2 separate regions of the Sus scrofa genome follow, and region 1 is linked to region 2. Evidence: chromatin contacts called from public Hi-C data. All regions are on one chromosome and are shown on one strand. Each heading gives the region's core, a stretch centred on a gene start, on an enhancer-like site or on the middle of the called end of the contact. The rest is flanking DNA. Distances are from core to core; before and after follow the strand shown.

The links. Hi-C and Micro-C count contacts between places; a contact is called where the count stands out from the background.
Region 1: a contact with region 2 is called in a Hi-C map of skeletal muscle, with 2.5 times the contacts expected there. The contact joins the promoter of UBE2K here to the promoter of SMIM14 in region 2. A contact is called at or near these places in 4 of 47 Hi-C or Micro-C datasets (adipocytes, embryonic fibroblasts, heart right ventricle and 1 more) and 2 of 2 datasets of contacts at active chromatin or transcription factors (alveolar macrophages and skeletal muscle).

What each region holds. Positions count from the first base shown.
Region 1 is chr8:30,886,112-30,891,903 of Sscrofa11.1, forward strand. It overlaps UBE2K (ubiquitin conjugating enzyme E2 K), which reads left to right and starts at 1,883. Exons shown (of 7, transcript NM_001078671.1): 1 at 1,883-1,945. The coding sequence starts at 1,883.
Region 2 is chr8:30,837,809-30,843,943 of Sscrofa11.1, forward strand. It overlaps SMIM14 (small integral membrane protein 14), which reads right to left and starts at 2,608. Exons shown (of 5, transcript XM_021101115.1): 1 at 2,351-2,608.

The sequences.
Region 1 (5,792 bases), core at 633-3,132, 48 kb after region 2:
TTACAGCTTATGTTAGTCCCTTCAGGGAAATTTTCCCAGATGTTTTAGAATAATGAACTCTTAAAACTTGAGAGAGATCATCTTATCCAGCTTCCTTATTCTGCAAAATAGGAAACCAAGGTTGGCCAAGAGAGCTGAAATGGAGGAGAGCTGGAATTAAAAATCCCTTCTTGGTTCCCGTGGCAGTAGTTCAATAAGTTCATTTTTGCCAAGTGCCTCCGTGAGTGGTTCACTCCAAGTGCTTACTTTCTTTTTCAGTGCCACAATTTCAGTAATTTTTGCTGAGACGGTGATTTCGTGATATTCTTCTAATAGGATACTTTACTGATTGGTTAAAGTATCCTATTAGAAACATAGTGAAAGAAGTGACTTTAATATAACTTCTAAATAAACATAATTACTTATTACAAAATGTTTTCTATTCAAAGCACCTCTCAGCATCAAAACCATATTACCTAGGAGTTCCTTTGTGCTGCAGTGGGTTAAGGGTCTGGCCTTGTCACTGCAGCGGCTTGGGTCACAGTTATGTCGAGGGTTCGATCTCTGGTCCAGGAACTTACAAATGCCGCAGGCTCGGCCAAAAGAAAAAAACACTCAAAACCCCCCCAAATCCACAACCATATTACTTATTGGAAACTTTAGCAACCGCTTTCAAATTTACTTTCCATTTAAAACATTTTAGTCTTATCGTTACTCATTTATTCATTCAATATTTATTAAGGGCCTTAATAGGCACCAGGCACAGTTGTAGATCCTAGGTTTAAGTAAGTAAAGCTGCCCTTCTCGCCCAAGAAACATCTACTACTCCATTTTTCACTTTAATATATAAACTATTTTCACATGTTCAGTGGTTCCCACTGTGTGGCTCCAGAAGCAGCGGCAGGAGCAGCTGCATCTGGGAACTTGTTACAAATGCAAATTATTAGGCCCACCCTATACTCTAGGAATGGGGCCCAGCAATCCGTTTTCTTTTTATTTTTTAACAAGTTATTCAGGGATCCTAATGTACATTCGAGTTCCAAAACTATGGTTTTAGTTCCAGGGCTTGGTATTAATTACCTAAGCAGGTCAAAGATCAACACCTGGCTTCTAAATTCCATGGAGTACTGGTCTCAAATAAAATTGATGAGACCCATACTTAACTTTATAATTTGTTGTACCTGTTAAGATCCTGGAATGATCGTAGTAATAGCAGCACCGTAAGAGCTTCATAACAAAAATGAACCTCAGTGCATTTGCCGGGCCTACACCAAGAAAAAATAGGCCAGACTGAATTCCAGGACAGTGTTTTCAGACACTAAACACAGGCAGGCACACTAAGCCTGTGGGTTCTGGGTCTGGCTGAGTCAGGGCGGCGCTCCAAACCGAGTGGAGCCGCGTGAACCCGTCAGGCTGGACTCGAACCTTCGGTTACAGGCCACGGTCTGGAAGCCTGGACCATACACCTGGTTCGAAGAGGGGCAGAGACGCCTGAGAGGACCGAGGAGGCCGGGGCAGCGCTGACCAGCGCGGAAGCCGCACCCTCCAGGCCTCAGACGCCGGCAGGGCGGAGCCACGCGGCCGCAGCTCGGGCAGAGACGCGCGGCGCGGGGCGGCGCGGCGCGGGTTCGCAGCTGAGGCGTATGGGGCTACAACGGGAGCGGCTGCGCCGCCCGGTCAGGTCAGCGTCGTGCGCAGGCGCGGACCTGGCGCCATTTTGGTGGCCGGGCGCGGAGGTGATTCCACACTGAGGAGAGCGCGGCGGCCGGAGTGGCAGTGGCAGCGTTCGTGTGCTCTGGTGTGAATCGCCGAGGGAGGAGGCGGTGGAGGAAGAGGTGGCGGCGGTGGCGGTGGTCGTAGCGGTGGCGGAGGAGGCGGGTACGAATCAGCTGCGGGCGGAGACATGGCCAACATCGCGGTGCAGCGAATCAAGCGGGAGTTCAAGGAGGTGCTGAAGAGCGAGGAGGTCAGAAATGAACTCCCGAACGTCCCCCACCTCAGCCCATGGCGGGAGGGTCCTTCCACTGGCGTCCCCAATATCCCTAGTAACGCCCGAGTGGCCCTCTTTGCGGCCGCCCTTCTGCCTGTGGGGAAGCAGCAGTCTCCCCCTCCTTCCGCCGCCTTCCCCTCCCCTTCCAGGGCCCTGGGATGGACGGTCTCGCGGGCGGGTGATCTGGAGAGGAATCAGATTGGGGGGGGCAGATGGAGAAGGGGGCGCTTAGACGCGGGGTGTGAGCTCTTGAAAGAGCCCCTAGATAGTGGCAACAGCTGGAAGTGTGGTTGTAGGGTGGGGAGTGAGCAGGCCGAGCCTGAGAAAACCCGGGAAGTAGGTTGGGGGAAGGGGAAAGGTGGTAACTGGATCCCGAGAGCTGCGCTGCTCAAAGGCCCTCACTTTTAAGGGTATTCTGGGTTGTAGCCGATCTGGCCGCCGCTGTCCTTTCCTTAGGGAAGGAGCGATGAGAGTTCCTAGGTATTGATGAAAGAAGGCCGTTCAGAGTTACTCCCTTTTAGTTGGGTGTTGGAAGAGAGAGCAAGACATAATGGGGTACTGTCTATATTGTTTAAGTGGGGGATAAGGGCATTGCCACTTGAGATAGGAAATTAATTCCATGTTAGAGAATTATCTCATTTCCACTTACCCCCAAATCCTAGGCCTCTTTTTTGTAGGCACCTAAAGCTTTTTGACTAGGTAAAGGCAGGTTGTTTGGTGTGTTAAAGACATTTAAATATTTATAGCTGGGATTAGGACATATAATGGAGTGTATGAGTAGCTTATTTTAAAATGTTTACAAGTTACAGATCAGAGTCTGTTTTAAGACATTGCCTCTGTGACACTGCTGTGTTGTGCCATGAAACTTCATTATGATGTCCCTCATAGTTAACTTGATTCTTACTATTGAAAAACAGTGCTATTAAAAAAAACATGAGGTTTCAGCAGATTAATACATTGTTATATCTCCTTATTAAACATGACATTTCAGCAGATTAATAAATACATTGTTATATCTCCTTATCCCAACATCTATCTGAAAGGATTAAAAAGTTTTTTTGTCTCAAGCTCCTCTTGAGTCCTGTAGAACACTCTAGTGTTGGCCACATTTATTAATATGTTTTAAATGTTTTAGTAATTTAGTAATTTGACTCAATTATGAATCAGTGTAATTTTTCATACCCAAATCAACGAGAATGCTAGGTTGTTTTTCCTTGTTGGATTCAACAAAGAAAGATTGAGCATATTGAATGGTTATTTTCAAAATATCACACACCATTATTGAAAGTATCATTACTATATGTGTTTTTCTCTTATATCAATACTTTGACGAGCTCAGTGATTTGTGAAATTTAGCATTCTAAGTATGTGATGAATTCTGGATATAAGTCTGATAGCACTTGAACTATATTTGTGCCACCGAGTCTTTCCAATTAGACTTGCAGAAAATTCTTTAAAATTACTAAAAAATGCCAAACACCAGCAGATTTATTGAATGTAATAGTTATGTGAGTAATAATTGGTTTTACCGAGCATGTGTATGAACTCTGACCTCTGTATTTGTTCAGGTGCCAAAACTCTGAATGGAAGGATGACTTTGTATTTTTGTGGTACATTGTAGAAATAGAGTCATAAATGCTTGTACTGACAATACAATGAAACAATGATTCTAAATTCTTGTTTAATAAGAAAATATATTCCAGGATAGTTGACATATATATTCCTAATAGAAGATTGCGGGTAATATTGCTAGTAGCCTAAAACATTTCTCTAATATGGTTGTACAAGCCTGAAATATAAGATTTTAACGCTTTATTTTCTGTTACTTAAAAGTGGTAAGTACTGTTCTCGTAATTCATATGATCTGATTGCATATTGTGAGGTGACTTTTCACAATATTCTTAGTACTTAAATTGAAGCTTAAAAGAAATCTTGTATTGCTTTAGTAATGCATATTGTTAAAATTACATGTAAGGGATGATGAAATCTTGCTGTCAAGTAAGTGTTTCAGAGGAAGAAAGTAGAAAATACAAACATTTTATTTTTTTAACAAGAGTGCCTTTATAAATCTGAAAGGAAACATCTTCCAGAAAGTAAGTTGCAAAGAACATTTAGAAAAGGGTCAGGTAATTTAATTTTGGAATATAACCAATAAATAGTTTTATTTTCACCAATATTTTATTTCATTGATATTTTAATAAGCCCAGTTCTATAATTGGATTATATTATTTTCAACTCATTGAAGAACTTATAATACAGTCCATGTATTTCTTTTTTAATGTATGTAAAGGCAATATTTGAATGGCTTGTCAGATAGTCAAGTATTTCCTCATGTCACCTATGTAAATCTTCATTTTACTAAAGTTTATTTCATATGGTTGTGCTTACTAGGAATGGTTTAAGGACTCCTCTCCAACCCCGCGCCTTTTTAAGTGCCTTTGTGAAAAGATAACTGACATTTGCTGAATTCTGGCTCTAAGAAGTTGTAAGTGGCCATTCTTGGAGTGTGTTGTTAAAATATAGCCTCCCAGATCAGTGTGAAAAGCACAGTGCAGAATAGTGGGAGGAGGCCACCATTTCTGGGGAGATACGTGTATTTGTTTGTATAGGTGAAAGGATTAATGAGAAATTGGTAGTGTTGATTGCTTCTGGGTGGGGGACTTGGGTGTCCCGGGCAACTGGCATCAGAAGATCCCTCTTAGGAGTTCCTCTGTGGCTCAGCAGGTTAAGGATCCAGCATTGTCACTGCAGTGGCTGGATTGCTGCTGTGGCATGGGTTCAGTCCCTGGCCCAGGAACTTCTGCATGCCACAGGTGTGGCCAAAAAAAAAAAAAAAAAAGATCCTGGAGTTCCTTTTGTGGCTCATCAGAACCGAATCTGACGAGCATCCCTGAAGATGCAGGTTCGATCCTTGGCCTCGCTCAGTGGGTTAAGGATCTGGCATTGCCATCAGCTGTGGTGTAGGATCCCAGGCTCTGATCTGGTGTTGCTGTGGCTGTGATGTAGGCCGGTAACTGTAGCTCTCATTTGACCCCTAGCCTGGGAACTTCCATATGCTTCAGGTATGGGACTAAAACGACCGAAAAAACTGGAGCCTGATTTGTATTACTGATTAAAGGATTTAAACACAACCTAACTTGTTAGTTTAAGCATTAAAATAAATGTTACGTGTAATTAAAATTTTGCTTGCATTTCAATATGCAAAATACTTTTAAGAGTTCCTGTTGTGGCACAGTGGGTTAAAGGATCTAGCATTGCTGCAGCTGTGGCATAGGTTGCAGTTGCAGCTCCAATTCAGTTCCTGGCTTGGGAACTTCCTATGCCACGGGTGCGGCCATTAAAACAAACCCCCAAATATTTTTAAATTCAAAGCTCAGTGAAATAGGCGTTCCCTTCGTGGCTCAGCGGAAGCGAATCTGACTGACTAGTATCCGTAAGGATACATCTTCAGTCCCTGGCTTCTCTCAGTGGGTTAAGGATCCAGCATTGCTGTGAGCTCTGGTATAGGTCACAGACATGGCTCAGATCTTGTGTTGCCATGGCCGTGACATAGGCCAGTGACTACAGTTCCAATTCCAGTTCGACCCCTAGCCTGGGAACCTCCATATGCCGTGGGTGCAGCTCTAAAAAGACCAAAAAAAAAAAAAGGCTCAGTGAAGTAAAACACCCTTAAATCAGTGTACATACTTTTTTGCTTGTTCTTGTGTATGGTACCTGCAGGTTTTTTTCATATTGTAGCTTCGCTTTGCTACATTTCTAGGATCCTCAAGGAGTATTTAAATCAACGGCATTAACAAATTGATTTTTTGAAAACTACTATTGT
Region 2 (6,135 bases), core at 1,358-3,857:
TTCATTTCCATGGCTCATTTCCACTGAGCCATTATGGGAACTCCAAAAATTTAAGGGTTTTAGGTAAGTTTATGACTAATGGACCCAAATGGGTTATTAGCGTACGTATTTAAGATATTTCATAGAATGTACTTATCCTTTGAAGCTGAATTGACAGGGACACTTCCTTCTCCTCTGGCACCACAGATAAAGCACTGGACTGAATGGGCATATATCCAAGTCTCAATGTTAACACAGCAGATTAAGTGTGATTTATAAAGTAAAATATTTTAGGACCTTATGGACAGAGGCCTGGACAGCTAGTCAGCATTTCAAGCACATGGTAGCTACTGAATAGAACTAAACCTTTACTTGAATCAAATCAATAAATTAGCAAAACTTTTTAAATTTCCATATTGTCAACTCAGGCTATTCTATGCCCGCTCTCCCAAGAGTTAAACAAGCAAAGCCTTATTCTGTCACACAACGGATATTAAATAATTTAATATCCATTAAATTAAATCTTACAATATCATCAGAGACATGTGAGGAAATCTTTTAAAACCACGATTCTAACAATTATGGTGCAGCAAACACATAGCGAATATTCCTTAAAAGGTCCAAAAGTCCCTATCTGCAAATATTTAAATTTTGTTTCTCAAAAATGAAGTACTACTATGTAAAAAAGCAAGTTATAGAAAAGCTTACGTGGTATGATACCATTTTTGTATAAAACACATAAATGCAAAAAAAGAAGTCTGGAAAGATATAAAACACTGCTGACATTTTGGTGATCTCGATGGCAGGAATTACTTATGATTTATTACTTATCTATTTTAATTAACACTCCCTCCAATTATCACAAATTATATCATATAAGCAAAATATTGAGTTATAGGTTAGCATAAAAGTCAAAAAAAGAACTTCAAGAAAACATAATTCATTTGTTTAAATCAGCAGGATTCCAACCTTGGTACTAAGAAAAAAGATCTCAGCTGCACACACAGAAGGAAGAAATTTGTTATGAAGAGGTCCATTCTAGACCACACAAGGGTACTCACAAGGATACTTACAAGGGTATCCTTCAAGTGAGTAGTCTAAATTCCTAAGAACTCTTTCTAAATTTGCTAAGTTGCAATGGATTGGCACATAGTTCTGCTTTTCTATTTTGCCACCTGCTAAAGAAACACCTCAATTAATGAGTTCGCTGGGGGTGGGGGGGGAATGTTCCTGTTTTTAAAACTAAGTTAGGACAAAAAGGAGGTTTGGTTTTCTGGTCTCCTTCATGCTTTGAAAGGAGACGGGGAGGGTGGCAGGGCTCGAAGCAGGCTACACCAGAGGAATCTGCTTGGCTGGTCATCTGGAGTGGAAAGGAACACAAGCTTTCTGCCAGCTCAACAGACTGGACGGCGAGAATGCCTAAGGGTCTCAAGGCTGCACCTGAAAGGTCATACGCTGTCCAAGTTACTGTATGCACAGCAGCTTTTGACATGAATACAAAAACTGGACGGTCTCTTCAAACACAGGTATTGCATGAAGCTCATCCGACTTTCTCTACCCAAAGCCAAGACATTTTTTTAAGGCCACATCTTCGATTTTGCAAACTAGGACAACTGAAAACATCCTGACTCTCTACAGCTAACAAACATCATCTTGGCTGAAATCGTTAACACATACAGTAACAGCCACTTTGGAAAACGGGCTTTAAACGCAACATAGGACTTCAGGTACTCCAGTAACCAGTTTATCGCACTTTATCTGTTCCAGTAAAGGGTGCTACCTCTTTATGTCAGCTCTGGTTCCACTTACTGAACAGAAAAAAGGAATCCTTGAAATTCACAACACAATAAGGGCCAAAAGCACCCGCTTTCTGGATGGCAGCTTTCTTGTCTCATCAATCACAACAAAGAATGCAACCTAGTGACTTCATCAAAACCGGCAAAAGCTAAGGAACAGAGGTAAATGATACAGCGTGGATTTCAGGGTTTGTGGGGTTTTCTTTCCAGCTACGACTCTCTCTCCTTTTTTACTCCATTATACGCCTCCACCCGAGTTCACTGCTTGCCCTAAAAATAAAACCACCCGTGGCTACCGTCCACTTCCCTGCCAAGTCCCGACTCTGGTTTCCTGCAGAGAAAGCCAAATTTCAGGCTCTCCGCCTCGCTCTCCGTCGGGGGACGCGGGCTCGGCAGCAGCGGGTTTCTCCCGGTGCAGAGTCGCCGGCCCCGCCGAGGAACCACCGAGCCGGAGAAGCAGCTTTGCTTAGCCGCAGCCGCCGCAGTCCGCGAAAACCTGAGGAGCCCCCAAGAAACACCGGGGTGAGGGGAAGATGGGCCAGCAAACGGCGGTGGGAGAAAGGGGAGACACTCACCCGCCCAGACAACAACCGACGGGGCGGGGAGGATGGGGGCCGGGACCAAGCCTCGGCAGAAAGACCGCCTGGAGCTTCCGGAACGCTGCGGCTGCTCGGGCCGCCGCTGCTGCCGCTGCTCCTGACCGCCGGCTTCCTCCCCTCCTCTGTTTTGATTCGATTGACCACGTCACTCTTAGCCACGAGACCCGGATCTGCCGGCTCCCGCGGACGTCGGCGCAACAGATAGCAGCGCCTCCAGACCCCAGCGGCAGGCCTACTGAGCACGCGCGCGCCCCGCGCCTGCGCAGTGGGTCCGGAGAGGCGGAGCGGGAACAAGCTTTGCGCTGTTCGTGGGGGCGCTAGGCGCGGGTGTTGCAGTTCCGGCTGGGAGGGGTGGGGCCGAGCGTTATGAGGTGGAGGGGCGAAGCCCCACGTCTGCTGTAGCAGCCGGCGTGGCATCTGTTTCGTCTGATGTGGACAATGTCCTCTGCTGTGTGTCTCCCTTTGCCTAACCTGATGGCTTTCCTGGGCAGGAGTGTTTAGCGGGAGTAGTGGTAGGCGTTGGCGCAAGTTGATGTCTGCTGAGACATGTGGAGATTGTTTTGGCTCTCTCAGGCCAGGTGAAAATTGAAGATAGGGATTTAGTCTTATGTACAAAAGTATGTCAAACGTGGCATTTACCCCCTTTACTCTCCCTAACATTGCACTCGGAAAGCTGGCTAAAATTCAGTTCAAGGGGAGTATTAAAAGGAATATATGATGGATGGAGCGATAGTGGCGAACCTGGAGGAGAGCGCTGTTGTTAGGCAGTCAGCTCAAACCTTTTTTGCTTTGACTTTACGGATTGAAATAAGGATACTATTTGTGGTGTAAGAACCGCACTTCTTTTTAAACCAAATTAGTGCTTCCTTCTTTCCAGTTCTGGCCTTTTCAGTCTCCCCACTAAACCACTGGGGCCCAAGAAATTTCCCAATTTGGCAAAACTTAGGGCTACTCTGTTTTCTTAGTCCCATGAGTAGACAGACCTTAAAACAGGACCAGGAGGAAAATGAAAGTGTGAGTTCCGAACGAAGATTTCACAAAGGTGCCTATTTGCCTAGCCTGTGGGAGAGGTGAAAGCTGAAGGAAACTGTAGACTTCACTGAGTCAACCTTTTCAGCTAACCTGGACTTATATCTCAGTATTTGGTTAATCATCTCAACTAGCTGAGTCACCTTCAGCAAATTATTATAATCTGCAAGAGCTTTTTAATTAAAGGGGACGTCGAATGCAGGCAAAGGTTTCTAGAAAATGAAAGGTTTTTGGTAAAACCGAAAGTGTTTCCTAGGTAATTAACACTTAACAGATAGAAGTCAAGCTTCTTGGCCCTTACTCTGCAGTCTTGAACTCTGTTTACTCAAATTAAGAGGGTTTGAAGTAGACTCTAGTACCCTAGTGAAGTTCATGGGCTGACCTTGTAATAGAGGGTCTTTAATCTGTGGAACTTTAATTTGTGGAATAGAAAGTCTTGTATGCATCCATGTGCATATAAGTGTTTGAAAATACAGCTGCGTTTAAGAGAACAGTATGGTACAAAACCGAACTGGCACAGGATATCACAAAATTATCAGTACTTGCTTTATAAAGTAAATTACAGGGGAGTTCCGGTTGCGGCTTATCTGGGTAAAAACCTGACAGAGTGTCCATGAGAATTCAGGTTCCATTCCTGGCCTCTTTTTGTAGGTTAAGAATCTGGCATTGCCACAAGTTGTGGTGTAGGTCGCAGATGCAGCTCCGATCTGGCGTTGCTGTGGCTGTGGTGTAAACTGGCAGCTCTTAGCCTGGGAATTTCCATAGGCTCCAGGTGCAGCCATAAAAAGAAAAAAATTTAAAAACTTTAAAAATTAGGATTTCCCATCATGGTGCAGCGGAAACAAATCCGACTAGGAACCATGAGGTTGCAGGTTCGATCCCTGGCCTTGCTCAGTGGGTTAAAGATCCGGCGTTGCCGTGGGCTGTGGTGTAGTTTGCAGATTCGGCTGGGATCTGGCGTGGCTGTGGCCTACGCCTGCAGCAACAGCTCCGATTAGACCCCTAGCCTGCGGGTCCGGCCCTAAAAAGACAAAAAAAAAAAAAAAAAAGAACTTTAAAAATAAATTACAGGAAAATCAGTTAGGATCTTTGGTAACTACTAGCTTCCAAGATAACCCCCAGTGATTCCTGGCTCTGGAAATATAGACTCCTCCAGCCCTTTGAAAAAGGGCTATTCTGACTTGTAGAATATAGCTAAAGGTATGTGACTTCTAAGGCTAGGTCATAAAGGCACTGATTGAAACTTTCAACCTCATTCTCTTGTATTGCTTGCTTTGGAGAAAGCTAGGCTCCATGCTACTCTACTTAAGCAGATCTATGAAGAGGCCCAGGAAAAGAGGAACAAAAGCCTCCACCAAGAGCTTCACCAGTTTACCAGCCATGTGAGTGAACTACCTTGACTGGGCTTATCCTGCAACCCCAATCAAGCATTAGATGACTGCATCCTTGCCCAACACCTGTTTGCAAACTCATGCTCAATAGAAAGAACCAGCTTTAATCCACAGACAGTGATGTGGGATCTTATACAGGTTTTGGCCCTGGTCAAAGTTCAGCTTTTCAAAATTTTAAACAATAGACGAATGTAAATGTGTGTAATTTCTCACATAAAGTAATTTAAAGAATAACAAAATTCCTACCAGGATATCTGGAACATTGTAGATAGTAAATAAATAATTGTTGAATGGACACATAAAATCAAAAGACAAAGTCCAACTGACAAATATTTGGAATAAATACTGATAGATAAAAGAATAATACAATATACGAAGGACTCATACAATCATTATGAAAGATATTAATACCTAATACATGTATAGGTGAAGAGTATGAGTTGATAGTTTACACACAAAAAGGAGATACATGACTAATACATACTTGAAAATCTTCAATCTCCGTAGAAATAAAAAATGCAAAGTAAAGTAAGATTTCCTTCTTAAACTACTACTTTAGGAGTTTTTGTTTTTGTTTTTTGCCATGCCAACATTGGAAGTTCCCAGGCCAAGGATTGAACCTGGGACATACGACACAGTGGTGGCCTGAGCCACAGCAGTGAAAAACACAAGATCCTTAACCCACTGAGCCATTGGGGAACTCCAAGATATTTTTAAATAGAAGTATCTGATATCGGTACTGTTAACACTGCTGGTAGAAATGCGAATTGGCAGGTACCTTTTTGGAAATCAATTTGGCAATATATATCAAGTTCCATAAAAATATATCTGTTGACCCATTTTTGCTACTGGGAATTTATTTTAATGAAATAATTTAAAAGAGTAAGATTATGAGTCCCCTGGTGACCTAGCGGTTTAAGTGTCTGGCGTTGTCACTGCTGTGGCACAGGTTTGATTCTTAGCCTGGAAACTTCCACACGCTGTGGATATGGCCAAAAAAAGAGAGAGTAATATTGTAAAGATATTAATTACATTTATATGAGGAGAGGAAAATAGGGAAATAACTGACATGACCAATGTAATGGAAAGGACAAATATTGCATTGTATGTTAGGATCTAAAAAACTTGAGGATAGATAATTTTAAATGACCATAAGGAAGTTAATCACATTTTATATGATAGAGAAAAAAATCTAGAAATAATCTAAATATACAATGGTAATGGAATAGATGAATATATTAAATTACATTTTAGGGATTAACAAACTTGAAGGTATCTTCCCTTTCTGAACCAGACCCTACTTCGACTCTTGCTATAGAAGAATAAAGTATATTATAAATA